Regions from separate parts of the Macaca mulatta genome. Here region 1 is linked to region 2. A link is a contact called in public Hi-C data. All regions are on one chromosome and are shown on one strand. The core of a region is the stretch at or near the end of the contact, and the rest is flanking DNA. Distances in the headings are between cores, read along the strand shown.

Region 1 (2,700 bases), core at 18-2,517, 57 kb before region 2:
AGTCCCCACGCCCTGCCGACCCCAGAAAGTTTCCTTGCCTGCCCTGGATTTGATGCTCTTGGTCTAAACCCCGAAGTTGCTGCCTACCTCGTTCTTCCCCAGTCTCGGGAGCCTCTTTCAATGCTGACAGCGCCCGGCGGAAATATCCCAGAGCTTCGGGGCTCAGGTGCGGGTGCGAATCTGGAGGCGGCTCCGAGCGCCTATCCGGAGGCGGCCAGGGTTGCCGCTTACTGCGGGGTAAGGGGCGCCCCGACCCCTTGGCCCCGCGTCCCCGTTTGCCACCAGCTGGGAACCGGCGCCCCACCTTGTGTGGAGAGCGCGGACCCAGCCCCATGTGTGTTTCGGAACCTCTCCGGCTGCAAAAGTTTCCTTAGCTGTGGACGAACCTTCAACGTCGCCAAGCGTGTGCCCGGCCCAAACCAAGTTCAGAAACGCGGGCGCGCTCCTGACGCAGCTATTACGTCATAGTTACGCGCGGCCCCAGCCGGGTGGGGTGGGTGTTTCCCCCAGATCGCTCCGCCCCATCCTCAGGTTCTAACTTTGGCCCAGGACTCCGCCCCTCGACCCCAGCACAAAATCGCCCCGGGTCCTACTGTAGAATCAGTCCTTGAACACTTCCTCCACGTCGCCAGCTCAATCTGGGTCAGAACCCAGACTTCCACCGCAGCCCCGCAATTTGCCCCAGTAGTAGTCACTTCGTTCCGCCCCTGCGGCCGGAATTAAAGTTCTCGAACTACACGTGTATGGCGAGCTAGTCGGCGCGAGGACCTCAGCGGCAGCGCAGCTGGCAGGTAAGCGGCACACGCGCCTCACATTTAGGGCTTAGGATCTCCAGGCTTCGCGCTCATCCGGCCCGGAAGCTGCGCCTCTGGCTCAGCCGGACTGGGTCAGGCCAGGGAGCGGAGCCCCAGATAGCCCAGGACTCTGCTTGGACGCGCCCCGAGGGGCTGCCGCGCCAGATTCCCCCATCCAGGCAGCCACACTCAGAGGGTCGTAGTAGTTGTCCACCTCTGGACAGCCCCACTCAGCCCCTTCTTCACTCTCTGGGCCTCCCAAAAGACAGTCAGCCTTGTCCTCAGGCCCACACCCAGTTGTCCGCCTCTGACACCCTTACCCTTAGGCCCGCACCCAGTTGTCCGCCTCTGACTCCTCTCCCCTCAAAGGATTCTTACCTTGGCTCCTCCTCTTAGCCCTAGTGAGGCTCCCCCCTCCCCCCGACCCCCGCCCCAACACACACACAGTCTCCAGGCTTCCCTCAGAGCAAGTCTTTGCTTCCACAGACCTTCCTCCTTTGCCTGTGAGTCATGGCAGCTCCCATGAAGGGCAAAGTGTGTGTGGTGACTGGTGCCTCCAGGGGTATTGGCCGTGGCATTGCCTTGCAGCTCTGCAAAGCAGGTGCCACAGTTTACATCACTGGCCGCCATCTAGACACCCTTCGCGTTGCTGCTCAGGAGGTGAGTGCTTCCTCTGGGACCACAGTTGCAGAAACCACCCAAGAGAGCCTTCCACTTAACCGCTCCCTTTCCTAATCTCTTACCTGAAACTATACTACTACTCAACAAGATGTGAATATTTATTCAAAGTGGAAATTTAAAACCCCGTAAATAATTTCAGGTAAGGTAGAATTTTGCCGCCCAGTGAGTTTTATGAAAAAACTTTGTTTGAGCCAGGCATGGTGGCATGTGCCTATAGTCCCAGCAGCTACTCTGGAGGCTGAGGCAGGAGGATCGCTTGAGCCTAGGAGTTGAGCCATGATCATGCCACTGCACTCCAGTCTAGACGACAGAGGGAGACACTGTCTTAAAAAAAAAAAAAAAAAAAAAAGAAAAAAGAAAAGAAAGAAAAAGAAAAGAACTTTGTGTTTGAGAGCAGAGATTTTGGAATTGTAACTAAAGGGTTGTGGACCTGTGTTTTCCTCTATTTTAGGCAAGACTTTATTGAACTGTACATTTTTTGCTTATTTACTAGACTTCAGTTAAATAAATATTTGAGTATCCATGATTTGCTAGGCATTGGGTAAAGCACGGAAGTTACCAAGACTAATGAGATCTAATTTCTCCTCTTCAAAGATTCAGTCCATGGTGGAGTACAGTGGCTCATGCCTGGCGTCCCAGCCCTTTGGGAGGCCAAGGCAGCAAGATCACTTACCTGCAATGTCCTTCAGAAAGGAGGAGGTCAGGTCTTGAAGGCGATTTAAAAAGGTTTCAGGGACTTCAAAATCAGCTGGCTTACATTCCCGAGCTGGGGCCTTCTGTGCTTCTGAAGGAAGATTAAGAACATGTGCAGCCTTTTGGAGACCAGTCTGGGCAACACAGCTAGACCCAGTCTCTACAAAAAATATTTTTTGAATAATTAGCTGGGCACAGTGGCCTGCACCTGTAGTACCACCTACTTGGGAGGCTGAGGCAGGAGGATCATTTGAGCCCAGGAGTTCGAGGTTGCAGTGAGCTATGATTGCACCACTGCACTCCAGCCTGGGTGACAGTGAGATCTTGTCTCTTAAAAAAAAATAAAAATTAAAAATGAAGATAGATTCCAACAGGAAATGAAGTACAGAAAGCAGTCATTTCAATGTAATGTGAATATGGTAAATTGTAAGAGGGAGATATGCACAGAATACTCTAGGGGTGTTGGGGAGCATCCAGATGACACAGGAGAGTGGCTAGGGAAAGTGGTTTGGGAAAGCATCCTGGAGGAGGT
Region 2 (2,898 bases), core at 178-2,677:
ACTACAATTTCACACATATCCAATTTGGGGTACTTTGGGACTGGGTGTTTCTTAGGCAGTCGAATGGGCGGATCAGCTGAGACTCATCTGGGGCGGAGACAAGGATGTGTGAATCATTATCTCTGGGAATGGAAGACATGGGCTAAAGACGGAGCAGTTTCACTAAATCCTTGTAAAGTGGTCAAGGCAGGCAACTAATCCAGCCAACAACTAAGGAGTGTAAGCTGTGCGTTAGGTTCTGTGCTTGCTGATGGAAATGAGAGGCACCGGGAAGGATGACAAAGAGACAGTCAAGGAGAGCAGTCAATTACATTAAGGGGCTGACAAGTTCAGTGCACAACAGAATCCTAAAACAAGAAACCATTTAATGTGTGTGTGTGTGTGAGAGACCCCATCTCACTCTATCACTTAGGCTGGAGTGCAGTCACTGAAGTCTCAACCTTCCTGGCTCAAACAATCCTCCCACCTCAGCCCCCTGAGTAGCTGGGACTACAGACATGCCACTACACCCGGCTAGTTTTTTTTTATTTTCAGTAGAGATAGAGTCTCACCATGTGACCCAGTCTGGTCTGGAACTCCTGGGCTCAAGCGGATCGATCCTCCCGTCTCGACCTCCCAAAGTGTTGGGATTACAGGTGTGAGTCACCGTGCCCCGCCCCCACAGCCTGTATTCTATTTCTTCTTCTTCCTTTTTTTTTTTTTTTTTTGAGAGGGATTGTCCCTCTGTCCCCCAGGCTGTAATGCAGGGGCAAGATCGCGGCTCACTGCCACCTCCAGTCTCCTGGCCTCGGCCTCCCGAGTAGCTGGGATTTACAGGGGCCTGCCACCACGCCTGGCTAATTTTTGTATTTTTAGCAGAGACGGGGTTTCATTCACCATGTCGCCCAGGCTGGTCTGGAGCTCCTGGGCTCAAGTGACCCTCTTGCCTCGGCCTCTCAAAGCGCTGGGATTAGACACAAGCCACCACGCCCGGCCTGTATTTTACTTTTTAAGGGCGGGAGCCCTCTTCCGTTTTATAAAAGGAACAGTCGAATTCCTACTGGAAGCGACGTGCGCAGGGAAAGGCTTTGTAGACGCCGGCTCGGGTCTGGGATTTAAGGAACTGAATTTCGACGGGTGAAGACAGTGGGAAGAGGCGGTGGCACGATCCTCGTTTCACAGACTAGGAAGTCGAGCCTCAGGGGAGTGACGGGGCTTCTCCGCAGAAGAAATCGAGGCTAGGAGGACCCAGACGAGCGGCCACAACAGCCTCAGCGGCCAATTCAAGTCAGCCGGCAGAGGGCGCAGGGCGCAGCGAGCAGGCAGCGCCAGATCCGCTGGGGCGTGGCCTTCTGACGCACCGTCACAGTTCCCTCTGTGGCCACCCATTGGCTCCCTCTTACCGCCCTTTTCCGGGGCAAGGGAAGCTAGTAGCGGAGCCGGAAGTGAGGCACCCTCGGGCTCGAGACAGAGGCGGCGTTTAAAGCTGAGCGACCCAGTACCACTGGGACGGCCAGCTTTTCCACTCAGGCTCCTCCAGCCTGAGCCAGAAGACCCCCTCCCCCAGAATTCTGGGGGCCTATGGAAGGGAGCCGAGTCGGATCGCGAGGTACCCAGAGCCTACAAACCCGAGCCACAGAGTGTTGCCAGAAGCCCCGCCCCTAGGAGTGATCGGAAAGCCTCACCCATCCGGGTGAGGAACCTGGAGGGACCGCCTCAGGGCGGAGCCCGCCGACCATGGCTACGCCCCCGGGGGCCGGTCCTGCAGCTCTACGCTTCGCCGCCGCAGCTAGCTGGCAGGTTGTGCGCGGACGCTGTGTGGAACATTTTCCCCGAGTACTGGAGTTTCTGCGATCTCTGCGCGCTGTTGCCCCTGGCTTGGTTCGCTACCGGCACCACGAACGCCTTTGTATGGGCCTAAAGGCCAAGGTATTGGAGCAAGTAGGACCTGGAAGGGGAAAGAAAGGGGCGGGATGCGAGCACCTGACAAGGGCCCACAGCTTGGGGATGAGACTAGTTGGAAAAGGTCAGCTTGCCCCGAAGTGGGGATTCTGAATTCAGTACCATACAGGTGGTGGTGGAGCTGATCCTGCAGGGCCGGCCTTGGGCCCAAGTCCTGAAAACCCTGAATCACCACTTTCCAGAATCTGGACCTATAGTGCGGGATCCCAAGGCTGTGAGTAATCCCCGGAACAAGCCCTGACCCCAGTTCAACTTGGTGCAGCAAAGTTGCTCCTCCTGTCTACTGGATGTTGGTGCTAACTTCTCTGTCTTCTATATCCTCAACAGACAAAGCAGGATCTGAGGAAGATTTTGGAGGCACAGGAGACTTTTTACCAACAGGTGAAGCAGCTGTCAGAGGCTCCTGTGGATTTGGCCTCGAAGCTGCAGGTGAGACTGGTTTGAAGGCTATTATGTGACTATTTTCTCTAACCCACCTTTTTTTTTTTTTTTTTTTGAGAGGGAGTCTTGCTTTGTTGCCCAGGCTGGAGTGCAGTGGCACAATCTCAGCTCCCTGCAACCTCTGCCTCCCAGGTTCAAGCGGTTCTCCTGCTTCAGCCTTCTGAATAACTGGTATTATAGATGCCCAGCTAATTTTTGTATTTTAGTAGAGATGGGGTTTCACCATGTTGGCCAGGCTGGTCTCGAACTCCTGACCTCAAGTGATCCTCCCACCTCGGCCTCCCAAAGTGCCAGGATTACAGGCGTGAGCCACCGTGCCTGGCCACTAACCCACTTTTGATCTCCTACTCTCCTCTGCTGCAGGAACTTGAACAAGAATATGGGGAACCCTTTCTGGCTGCCATGGAAAAGCTGCTTTTTGAGTACTTGTGTCAGCTGGAGAAAGCACTGCCTACACCGCAGGCACAGCAGGTTTCATTGGGGCAAAACATGTAAGAGCAGAGTGTGGGGTGGTTG

What was found. Hi-C and Micro-C count contacts between places; a contact is called where the count stands out from the background.
Region 1: a contact with region 2 is called in a Hi-C map of liver, with 5 times the contacts expected there. The contact joins the promoter of DHRS1 here to the promoter of TINF2 in region 2. A contact is called at or near these places in 3 of 14 Hi-C or Micro-C datasets (CD4 T cells, cortical neurons and liver).

Annotation. Positions count from the first base shown.
Region 1 is chr7:97,417,560-97,420,259 of T2T-MMU8v2.0, reverse strand. DHRS1 (dehydrogenase/reductase 1) reads left to right here and starts at 1,267. Exons shown (of 8, transcript NM_001194609.2): 1 at 1,267-1,454. The coding sequence starts at 1,305. NOP9 (NOP9 nucleolar protein) reads right to left here and starts at 404. Exons shown (of 10, transcript NM_001266256.1): 1 at 88-404. The coding sequence starts at 334.
Region 2 is chr7:97,360,068-97,362,965 of T2T-MMU8v2.0, reverse strand. It overlaps TINF2 (TERF1 interacting nuclear factor 2), which reads left to right and starts at 1,427. Exons shown (of 8, transcript XM_077940789.1): 1 at 1,427-1,908; 2 at 2,269-2,370; 3 at 2,746-2,853. The coding sequence starts at 1,717.